2 separate regions of the Mus musculus genome follow, and region 1 is linked to region 2. The links are chromatin contacts, called in public Hi-C maps. All regions are on one chromosome and are shown on one strand. Each heading gives the region's core, a stretch centred on a gene start, on an enhancer-like site or on the middle of the called end of the contact. The rest is flanking DNA. Distances are from core to core; before and after follow the strand shown. Region 1 holds the start of Scn5a (sodium channel, voltage-gated, type V, alpha). Region 2 overlaps Scn5a (sodium channel, voltage-gated, type V, alpha).

Region 1 (5,503 bases), core at 120-2,619, 57 kb after region 2:
CTGTCTGTATAGATGGAGTGAGTGTGTGTGTGTGTGTGTGTGTGTGTGTGTGTGTGTGTCCCTTCGCACCCACAGCTGATCACACATGCACCTATGCATATGCACATACACACAGACGTGCACACTCAGGCTCTTAGTCTCTTAAACATTGTCTTCAACCACCATGACAGACAGACCGACAGACACATGCTACCCAGACCCCCACACTGACTGTACTTATCTTTCCAGTCCCGCTGGTGTTGCTCTGCGCTCAGCTTGAAGCTGGCCACAGGGACTCCCGTGGCCACCCTGGTCTCTGTTGCCTAGCCTTCCTGGAAAGGCCTTCCTCTAGATCCCAGCCTGTTCTCCTGCCATGACCCCCACAGTCAGGTCCAGAAGTGGACAGTTGTGTGAGCAGCCTGTCCCTCTGTAGGGGACCTGTGTGCCTGTCACATCATTAGTGCAGGGAAGGGCCTCTTGGAGAAACAGCACAACACTCCCTTCCCTCTCTCCAGGCAACAAGGGCAGCACAAGGCTTCCCCACACTCCATGCCTTAGCAGCCACGCCCTCTTCACCCCTCAGCCTTCCCATGACCTCTGTGGTTCAGGGAAGGCCACGAGGCCCAGGAGACTTCTACTGTGGCTCAGCCTGAGCCAGCTGGCTCAGAGGAGGATGCCTGGCTAATTCTCTGAGCTGCCAGAGGGACAGGAGGAACGCATGCAGGAGTTAGGAGGGGGACCGCTCAGGGCTTCATTCCAAGCGCCCACGCGTCTGGGGACAGGAAGGAATCCCCTAGAGGTATATGCCGGAGAAAGACAAAAGAAGGTAACATTTCAGTGGTCCTCCCACCCCTATGTTAGGGGCTCAAACGGCGTGATTTATGTCTGTATCCCAGAACTCCAAAATTAAGGTGATTGGAATACAGATTAATGGTGAATCACTCCCCCAAAGCCCAGGGGAGCCGGCCCCACACAGAACTCCACAGGAGCAAAGCTCCATCTGTCTGCTGCCTTCCCAGGAGCTACCCAAAGGGTGAGGAGGGTGCTGAGGGGGCGGCAGTCACCTTCTGGGTACTATAGAAAGGGTCCAGGTCTTCCAGGGGCTCCCCAATGAGCTCTCGGGGTGGGTTGCCATAGAGATCTGGCAGCTTTTTGGAGGCCTGTAGGTCCAGCTGGGGCCGGGGAGCCTCCTCCTCTGGCAGGCCCTCACGGCTCTCCTGTGAGGTGGCCGAACCACGGGCTTGTTTTTCAGCCATGCGCTTCTCGATGGCCGCCAGTGACTCCCGGGTGAACCTACGGAAGCTGCTGGTGCCCCGAGGTAACAGGAAGTTTGCCATCTTCTCATCCTGCTTCTGGGGGCACAGGCTCTCCTCAGGCTGCCTGGAAGGAAGCTGGGAGACAAACACAGGGTGTGATGGGGTGCCACGGCCGGAGGGCAGGGTAGTCAGCCAGCTAGGCCGATGGCGGGGAAAGACACAATCTGCAAAAGTGTACAGCCCACCCCATTCCCGACCCCCACTGCCAACCACTGCACAGGCGCATACGATTGACAGCGGCTCGGGTAAACGCTGATGCTCGCCTCCACTGAGGTGTGTGTGTGTGGGGAGGGTCCATGAAGTGACCCCCCCCACTCTTGCCCCAGTGTGTACGTGTATGCATAAATATCAGTGATCAAGAGACGGTGTGTCCTCATGAAGGGGTTACCCTGTCCACCACACACAAAAGTAAAAACACTTCAACTGACCCCCTTTAAGACATTTCCACCACAACCGGCTCCCTGGCCTCCACAGGGCAGGGATGGGAAGAGATGCCGTTCATTTTATCCCAGACTCAAACAGAAGGGCTTTTCTCCAATTAAAAGGTGAAGCATGCATACGTCAGGATTTGGCCCTGCACGGGACAGGGTCCCACCCCCCCTCTCCAGGGAACATTCCCAGCCTGAGTGGTGTCCAGTGCCCCCACAATCCCCATGCCCTCACACAAGAGGTGCAAATCAAACCTGAGGCATAGAGGCAGCAACTGGAGGCAGCATTTGCCCCCCAAGGGATCCAGGGTTTTCAGCAACGGCCGGCCGGACAGGAACACAAGAACTAGCATCCAGATGTTGGCATCTGGTGTGCCCAACTGTGTAGACCTCCATCTGAGGATCTCATAGGGATCCCCTGAGTGCAGCACCGTCCCTAGCTAGACTGATTCTAAAGACGGGAAATGTGACAGGTGGGTCTCTGGCTCATCACACCGTCCCCTCTTCTCCCATAAAAGGGGACATACAAGCGCAAACCCCAAGGGTTGTTTTTTCTTTCCCCCCCAGCACCGGAAGGCGGTGACCACTGGTGAAGAGGACTTCCAACAGGCATATGTGTGTGACGTCAAACAGGGAGAATGTGGCCCCTGGTGGCCTCAAAAGATTCAGAACCTGGTGCGAACACACTCTGTCTATGACAGCAAGGCAGAAGAATGCATTTCTGTCAGGCTCACCAAAACAGGATGTGGCCAGAGGGCTCCTGACTATGACACCAAGCCAGGAGGCTGCACCGCTAATTACCACATCAAAACCGGGAATGGCTGGGCACCGGCTCAAGAGGGCAGACTGGACACCTGCTGAAGATGTCTGCCAGGGACACACTCTCTTCCTGTCAGCCAAGGGCTTTGCCCTGAGCTCACTCCATGGGGCATGTCATTAGTGACCCCTATAAGCTTCTGTGACACCCATGCCAGCACACGGCCAACAAGGACCCCAACTCAGGGTGCCTGAGCACCACCGATGGCAGATAAAGGTCCTAGTGAGAATTCCTGTCTCAGAAAACAAGTTGGACAGCTCCCAAGGAATGACGCTGCTGCAAGCTGACCTTTGGCCTCCATATGGCTGGCACATATGTGTCTCTGCACTGAGACACACACACAGACATGAGCATATAGTTGTACGGTGTGTGTGTGTGTGGTATGTGTGTATGGTGCATATGTGTATATATGGTATATGTATGATGTGTGTGCATGTATATGAGTGTGCATGGTGGTGTGTGTGTGTGGTTTGTATGTGCACGTGTGGTATGCGTGTGTACATGGTATATGAGTGTGTATGATGTGTGTGTGGTATGTGGGTATGGTGTATATGTGTGTGTATATGGTATATGAGTGTATATGGTGTGTATATGATGTGTGTGTGTACATGATGTGTGACTCTGTACGATGTGTGTGTATATGGTGTGTGACTGTGTATGTTGTGTGTATATGATGGGTGTGCAAGCTGGTGTGGTTAGTATGTGTGTATGGTATGTGTGGTGTGTGTGTGTGGTGTGTGTATGGGGTCTATGTGTGTGTATATTGTGTGTGTGCTCATGTGTATGGTGTATATGTGTCTATATGTATGGTGTGTGTGTGTGTGTCTGTGGTTTGCATGTGCGTGTGTATCCCTGGGCCAGTACAGTACGAAATGAATGCCGTAGAACGAGAAAGACAGAGATTCCCTTTCCAACCTCCCCGTCCTTTTGCAGCTTCTTATTTGAGTCACACAAAGTTAAAGGACCATCTTTGTTAAAAATAGCAGGTGAGAGTAGGTCCCCACTTCATGAGAGCCTTTCCCTGTCTAGCCTCCACCTCTGACTGAGCAGAAGGCGTCTATCCGCAGCGCTTATCAGCAAACATGAATGGTGATTTTTCTTCCCCTAGCTGAGGAGAATTTGGGCCATTTTTAAACTTTCTTCGCACCTCCCCTCATTGCTTGAATCTGCTATGATGAGCTTGCAAAGCAATACAGCCATTACTCACTTCATGTAAGAAACAAAGAGCCCAGCCTGAGGACAGCGGGGCAGCCCTCTCCATGGTGAGCAATTGCTCCTCTGTAAACGGGGAAGCCACCCTTTAGCTCAGGATGATTTGCTAAAAATAGTGTTCTCTGGATCAGGGTATCCATCTGTGACCATACGCCTGCAAGGGTTCTGGAGACACGTGGAAGCCCAGGGACGCACACAATGGTGGAGTGTGTGTGTACAGGCGTGCACCCGCATATGCATCTGCCTCAGGAAAGATGTGTTTATAATTTCTATTGAAATGGGGGAATTCGTGCAAATGGATGCCAGGGCAGGCACAGGTGGGTGAAGTCTCGCCCACTGAGCATCTGTGCTAAGAAACACACCTTCACCCCCATGTGCCCCTCCAGAAGACAACATCGAGGGAGCCTCTCACTCCCTGGTGAGTTAGGCCTGTTTATAGAGTTTGGAGGTTCTTGGAGAGACAGAGAAATGATTTAGGGGAGAAGGGATGGCAGTATTTCCTTCATCTGTAAAGGTGTCGTGAACTGCTGTAACTCAGTGACTCAGGGACTCGGTCTCCACATCGCTGCTCCATATGTCGACGGTGCTCACCTCAGCACTACTGCTGCCCCCAACTTCAAGGTCGTAACGCTTCCAGTTCCTGCGTGATCCTATTAGAGAGGCCCACACACTATTGAAATTTGGTTTTTTAAGTCTACCAACAGCTTTATTCAATACAATTGATTTCCATTTTAATGCTATGTCTTAAAAACGGACACTGAGATCTCAGTGGGTGGAGGACCCCAAGATTCTGGCTCAGCCGCTGCTCAGTCACTGAGCCTGGGGTCCATCTTCCTTTGCTGTGGGTAGGAGGGTCCTCCAATTCATCCTGGGATCCACTGTGGTGGGTGCCAGCCTCTCTCTGGCTCACTGGTCTTTGGGGACATCCCTGGGCAGGGTTGGAGATCAGCTCTGCTGAGTCTTAAAGAGAGAAGCATAGCCTGGGGAGCCCAGCCGCCCCCACCCTTGACCTTGGCAGATTCTGAGTCCTGCTGGGTCCCAGAGTGAGAGACAGTACGTTAGGGGAGCAACCCCAGGAATCGCCTAAGGTGAAAGGACCGACTCTAAGCATTGCCACACCCTCTTGCCCCTCCACCCCAATCTGGCAAAGGGTTGTGGGTCCCAAAGGCGGGTTAGCACTCACACCCCGGGAGCCCCTGGCATCAGAGGCCTGCCTGAAACTGGATTCCAGATGAAGCTTCGCTGCCTCCCAGCCACCGCAGCCTCAGGTTCCAAAGTAAACTGGCCAAGAGTGGCCTTTGTGTTCTGGGCTACTCGCGGTAGGCGGGCAGGATCAGCTTTCTCTCTTGTTCTTCTGCCTGCACCTGGCTCTGGCCCCGCCCTTCCTTCGGTAGCTCAGAGCCCACACCCTGCTATGCCTGGTATAGCCCAGCTGCAGGATTACAGGCTGCCAGGACGAGGTGAGCCCCAGAGTGGTCTGAATGTGCTGAGGGTGTGGGGACATCCATGGCTGGGGAAGGCAGGAAGAAGACACAGTTGAGCCTCCATTGTTCAACTCCTGAGGCTGGGAGGTTATGGTCGATTTGGTTTCAAGATGGCAGTCCCCATTGCACAGCAGGACAGGTGTGCATGCCACTGCCTTGCTCCAACACAGCTTCCCCTCTGTTGGCATCTCAACACTAGTACTCCATCTGCTCTGGAAACTGGGGCAGGTTCTCCTAGCTGCCCCTTCTGCCTGGTGCAGTCTCCCC
Region 2 (6,406 bases), core at 2,266-4,765:
CGGGTCAGGGGCATGTCTGAACTGTAGGTGGCTAGCTGGGCAGTGCGTGCCCCCTGCACCAAAGAGCAAGCATTAGTTCCGGGCTAGCGTGCTGTTAAGATTGCTTTCCTGGCTGGGCTTGGTGTTGTGGGCCTGTAATCCCAACTGAGGTGGAGGCAGGGATACCACAAGGCCAGCCTTAGCTGGAGAGAGACAGAGGGGGAGGGAAAGAGGAGGGAGAAGAGGGGCGAGGGGAAAGAGCTATCAAGGCTAGCTTGGGTAACTCCGTGAGATCCTGCCTCAAAAATACAAAGTAATAAATAAATGAACGCTGGCTTGTAACTCTAGTTGGCCCCCCCTTAGCATGCCCTAAGCTCTTGGTTTTGATTCCCATCACAGCAAAAGTGAAATCATGAAATGAAATTATTTGTCTAAATCATGTGAATTAAATAAATAAATAAGATGTAGAACACAGTTAATTAACCTTTCCCAAGCATTTAAACCAGAGAAGGGGAACAGGCGCTCAGCTCATGGCTTTCTGCTGGGCACAGTGCGAAAACCTCCTCTGGCTTCCCCTCCATTTTGAATTTAATCTACTTATCTTGTATATTTACCGTTTTCACGGGGATTTATACTGGACTCCATTCTAGCAAAGACCAAGATCCCCTTATAATGAACACACTTAATAAACAAAAACCCAAATATCAGCCACATGGCACTTATTATTTTTAATTAATTGATTTACTTATCACTTGTTTTGAGACAGGATCTCACTGTACAGCCCTGGCTAGCCTGAAACTCTCTCTGTAGACCAGGCAAACACTAAATTCACAGAGATCCACCTGCTTCTGCCTCCCAAGTGCTGGGGTTAAAGGAGTGCATCACCACGCCCACCCAGCTAAAGCAGGATTTTTAACAAGCCCTGATGTTCAGGACAGAGGGGCTCTCTTCAGGATCTAGAGGTCAAAGGTGAAGCCTCGGCCAGGAGCCCAGTCTTGCATGGCTAAGGCTCAGGGACCACCTGTCCCCGCACAGTAAGGATGAGAAAAGGTCCCCTCCCCCTTCCTCATCCCTGCCTCCACTGGCGCATCCCCCCCCCCCCCCCCCCCCCCCCGCCCCTGAGCCACCGGAGAAGTGGCTGGGGCTTCCGGCTGCCCTTCCTCCTCTGCTCTACTCCTCTCCAGCCAGAGTGCTCTGAGGCTCCCTGTCTAGGCAACATGTCACCGGGGATGCTGGGGAGCTGCGTCCTTCTGTCACCCCTGGGCCCCTGTCTGACTTCAGGGCCTCTGCTGTGATCCAGGGATGAGTACTGTATGCAGTGCCTAGGGACACACAGCTGAGGCCCCAGTATGGCTAATTGGGCCTGTGTGGGCAGCAAGGCAATACAATCCAGGCTTCAGATGGACTTGGGAACCTTCAAAATAAAAGGAGATCCATTGGTCTACTTATGTCTATGAATTTATTTTTACTGAAATAAAGAAAAATAATGTGCTTCTTAGGAATCAAACAAGGCCTGGGGATATAGCTCAGTAAAAAGCATGCATAAACTCTGGGTTCAAGCTCTAGAGCCCTACATAAATTCTCTCTCTCTCTCTCTCTCTCTCTCTCTCTCTCTCTCTCTCACACACACACACACACACACACACACACACACACACCACACCCTAGAAATGATCAAAATTGACATTTCCAATTTCATGAACATACTGGACCGGGTGCAAGCATTCAGATACCATACATTGAGAGAAATCTTGTACGTACATGTATGCACACATACGCCGAGTGTGGTTTTATTGGATACATCAAACATTTGCTTTGAAATGGATTTAAATTGTTTTTATCTTTTAATCGTGTGTTTATGTGTAGGTGCATGTAAGTGCAACACCCACTGAGGCCAGAAGATGGCGTCAGATCTCTTGGAGTTGGAGTTACAGTCGGTTTCGAGACATGAGACTTGAACTTAGATCCTCTTCGAGAAAAGTGAAAAGCTGGGTGTAACACCAGAACTTGGGCTGGCTGAGAGAGGAGGCTTGCCAAACAAACAAGGGGCTACATGGTGAGACCCTGTCTCAAAAACCAGCCAACTGGGCTGAACAAGATGGCTCAGAGGGTATAGGCGATTGAGATCCTTGGGAGCTACGAGATGAAACTTACTGCAAGTTCTCCATGGAGTGTGTGCACGCAAACCAATGCAGTAAAATTGTAAAATAATCCTTTAAAAAACAAAAACAAAACCCTAATGAACCAAATAAGAAAACCAAAGAGATTACTTTTTCCATCAAAGTCATTTCCAGCAATGGCTCTCAACCTTTGCTCACTAACATGAATACATTAAATTCCCATCAGCCTTCTCGGAGGCTGCGCCTTAACCACGAGTAGTACTAACGCCAACAGCATGTTGATTTGTTGAGGGTGCAGTTCTAGATTCCTGATGTCAGAACTAAGGTGTGGTCTGGGGACAGACTGTGAGCAAGCCCAGAAGAGATCAGTTGGCACTCCATCCACGGAGCACTCTATTCTAGTCTGCTGTGTGCCCTCTAAGTCCTGTTTGCTATGCTAAATGTGCATTTCCACATATCTAATATAGTGATATCACTGGTTATAATGTTCACTTAGCATAATCTTTGGTTCAGTGTTAAGAAAGCCATCGCCTGGGGCCTGGAGAGATGGCTCAGCGGTTAAGAGCATTGGCTGTACTTCCAGAGGACCTGGGTTCGAGTCCCAGCACAAACATGGTAGTCTATAACCCCACTTCCAGGGGATCTGATACTCACTTCTAGCCTCCTCAGGCTCTGGGCACACACCTGGTGCACATGTATGCACTCAGGCAAAACAACCAAACACGGAAAAGAAACCCTGTTTTAAAAAAGTCCTCACCTATTCTGAGACCAGAAAAAGGAATTCTCTCCTTTCCTCCTTTTTTAAAGTTTGATGGTTTATATTGTGATTTCAAAAAAAAAAATCTAATATATATTTGGTAAAGAGTAAATATGTATTTTAATAAACTTTTCTCAGTGGTTTGTCACTGCTCCAACATTTTATTAAAAAGTCCACACAAAATCCACCAATCAGAAGTCAATCTTACTGTGTGTGACATTTCTCTATTTACGTAGATCTACCCCACCCTTTCTGGTGTTAGGTTTTGGTTTTTTGTTTTTGTTTTTTGTTTTTTGTTTTTGTTCCTCTGGTGCTGGGATGGAACCTAGGACCTGACCTGTTTCCAGACTATTGGTCACTGAGCCGCACCCGCTCCCCTCTGCTGTTCCTCGGCCACACCCACTCCCCCTGCTGTTCCTGGGTTGCTGTCTCCGTGACCTTTTTGGTTTGTTTGTTTTGTTTGGGGTGATTTTGAAGATAAATTTTAGTGATATTTTATCAAGTTCATTCAAAATCATTATTAGAATGTAGTACTATTTCATTTTTTAAAAGAGTGTTACTTTTATTTGTTTGTGGGGTTGGGACATGGGCAGGCCATAGCACAGGTGTCAAGGTCAGAGGTCAAGAGTAGGGACCTGGTTGTCTCCTTCCACCACGTGGGCTAGAGGTGGGGGAGTGAGGGGGAGGGGCGGTAACTTAGGCCCTCAGACTTGGTGGCAGCTTTTCCTTCCTGAGCCTTCTCTCCAGCCCAGAATTAACTGTCCGTCGACTGCTCTAGAGCCTTCTTACCTCAGACCACAGCGGGGTGGAGTCTGTTTGTCTTTTTCTCATGTCTTGCAAGCCGTTATACTTACTAACAGCCCTCTCTGATACATTTCTGTTATATCTGTTCCCAGTGATATTTTTTGGTGTCATTTTTAACAACAGGAAACTAAGAAATAGCAGAGAAGCTATAGCCTTTCCCACGTACATAAAACGGGATCAGCCGCAGCGGCTCTTTGTATCCTGCTTTTCAGTTGGCCAGGGTTTGGGTTTTGTTTGTTTTTTATTGTTTATTTTGTTGAAGATTTGTTTGTTTGTTTGTTTGTTTATTATATGTAGTACACTGTAGCTGTCTTCAGACACTCCAGAAGAGGGAGTCAAATCTCGGTACAGATAATTGTGAGCCACCATGTGGTTTCTGGGATTTGAACTCAGGACCTCTGGAAGAGCAGTCAATGCTCTAAACCGATGAGAGGCATCTCTCCAGCCCCCTCTCTGGTTCTTTTATGATTGCTTTTTTTTTTAAGTCTTTTGTGTGCATGCCATGTATGTGCTTGCTCACATGTGTGAGCAGTTCATGCATGTGGAGGTCAGTCAGACAACCCTGGGTCAATGCTTACCTTCCATCTTATTTGAGACAGAGTTTCTAATTTGCTTCGTGTGCAGCAGGCTAGGTGTGCAGGGGCTCTCCTGTCTCCACCTCCCATCCTGCTAAGTGCTGGGATTATAGATGTGTGTCAACACATCCGACTTCACACTCAGGGGAGGGATTCACACTCAGGTCCCGGTTCTAATGTGGCAAACTCAACCCCTGCCCCACCCCACACCATCTCCCGGCCTCATTTTAAATTCTTGCTCTTCTTCCCGGTCTCTCTCTCTCTCTTCCTTCCTTCCTTCCCTCCTTCCTTTCCTTCCCTCCCCTTCCCTCCCTCCCTCCCTCCCTCCCTCCCTCCCTCCCTCCCTCCCTCCCTCCCTCCCTCCCTTCCCTTCCTTGCTCTGTAGACCAGGCTGGCCCCAACTCAGAGATCAACCCGCCTCTGCCTCCTGGATGCTGGGATCAAAGGTGTGCACCACCATTGCCTGGCCTCAATTCTTGCTTTTATAGTCACCAATTTTTCTTTCATATACCTAATTAATCATCCTGGTAAGTACCTGAAGATCACTATTAGATAATGATTAATAGCTGGAGAGCAATTAAATGACTCTTTCTATATTCTTAACTTTAATGAAAATGTTTCAAGTGATTTATCTCTAATGATGGCAGAAGCTGAGTTTTTCAGTAAAATAAAGAAATGTTTTATATCTTTCAGTGTTGGGTTTTATTCCCTCGATTAAATAATTGTGTGTTATCTGTTTTCTACTCACAGAAATAGATTCTGGGACATACCAGCATTTTGACATCTTAGAGTATACATGTGATATAGCTAATCTTTAAAATCTGCTACTGGATCCCACTTGCATTCTACCAGATTCTTGCACCATTTTTTCTGAGTATCTGAGGTCTGAAAACTGGCATGTCTTCTTTTCAATATTCTTGAACGTTATGAAACCAGATTTAGTTTTGACAGGTATATGTGCTCTCCATATTCTTCAGACATTATAATCTTTATTTAGTTTTTCTTTTTCTTAAATATTTACTCTTATTTTACATATATAAATGCTTTGCCTGCCTGCATGTATGTATATCGTGTATGCAGTGCTCAAGGAGGCCAGCAGAGGGCATCAGATCCCATGAGATGGGAGTTACAGGGTGGTCCTGTGAGTGCTGGGAACTGAACATAGATTCTCTACCAGAATATTAAACAATGAGCATTTCCCTCAGGCCTTCCTGCCCTCCCTCCTTCTCTCCCTCCATCCATCTGTCCCTCCCTTCCAGCACGTGCGTGTGTGCGTATGTGTACAAGGTGCTCATTAAGGCCAGAGAAGGACATCAGATCTCTCTGAGTCACATGTGCCTGTGAGCCGCCCCGTATGTGCGCTGGGAACCCAACTCCGGTCCTGCACAGGAGCACTGCACGCTCTTAACCCCTGGGCCATCTCTCTAGCCTTCACGTCTGAACATTTTAGATACCAATGGAGTTATTTTCTTCTCTCAGACTGATAGACTCTATCCTGAGAAACATGAGAAATTAGATTAGCTAGTGATTTCTGATCATATTTTCAAGGGATTAGCTATAGATTTTTATGGCAAGTGGCTATTTACTTTCCAATTCATTAATTTGTATTTTTATTTCATTAACCACATCCTTTGGTTTGCGCAGGATTGTCTTGTCCTTACATTTATAATTTTTAAACAATTTTATTAATTGACTGACAACTGAGTGGGAGAGGGGTTGTGAGTGTGCATCCTCTGGCATGTGTGGAGGTCACCTGGTTTGTGTGTGTGTGTGTGTAGGTCACCTGGTGTGTATGTGAAGGTCACCTGGTGTGTATGTGTGGAAGTCACCTGGTGTGTGTGTGTGTGTGGAAGTCATCTGGTGTATGTGTGAAGGTCACCTGGTGTATGTGTGGAGGTCACCTGGTGTATGTGTGAAGGTCATCTGGTGTGTGTGTGGAGGTCACCTGGTGTGTGTGTGGTGGTCACCTGGTGTGTGTGTAGGTCACCTGGTGTGTGTATGTATGTATGTATGAACGTATCTATCTATCTATCTATCTATCTATCTATCTATCTATCTATCTATCTATCTATCTCTGTGCTAGGGGTCAAGGGAAAGCTTGCATGGTCCAGGCAGAGCATCCCTGACCTCTAGTTTGGTGTTTATAGCAGCGTCTTTATCTGCAGCACTGT

The links. Hi-C and Micro-C count contacts between places; a contact is called where the count stands out from the background.
Region 1: a Hi-C map of embryonic stem cells shows a contact between it and region 2, with 1.6 times the contacts expected there. The contact joins the promoter of Scn5a here to the enhancer-like site in region 2. A contact is called at or near these places in 7 of 39 promoter capture datasets (the 3T3-L1 cell line, the HPC-7 cell line, embryonic stem cells and 4 more), 13 of 484 Hi-C or Micro-C datasets (cerebellar granule neurons, embryonic stem cells and morula), 10 of 115 datasets of contacts at active chromatin or transcription factors (embryonic stem cells, heart atrium and stem cell-derived neural progenitor cells) and 1 of 9 other capture datasets (adipose tissue).

Annotation. Positions count from the first base shown.
Region 1 is chr9:119,561,309-119,566,811 of GRCm38.p6, forward strand. Scn5a (sodium channel, voltage-gated, type V, alpha) reads right to left here and starts at 1,370. Exons shown (of 27, transcript NM_001253860.1): 1 at 1,044-1,370. The coding sequence starts at 1,316.
Region 2 is chr9:119,501,931-119,508,336 of GRCm38.p6, forward strand. The region is part of intron 19 of Scn5a (sodium channel, voltage-gated, type V, alpha); the gene reads right to left. Among named protein-coding and RNA genes, the nearest start is that of Scn5a, 58 kb to the right of the region's middle. Within about 2 kb of position 3,516, at least 2 of the 459 cell types and tissues checked have an H3K27ac peak or open chromatin away from gene starts, as enhancers often do. A contact at or near this core is called in embryonic stem cells, where this site is marked.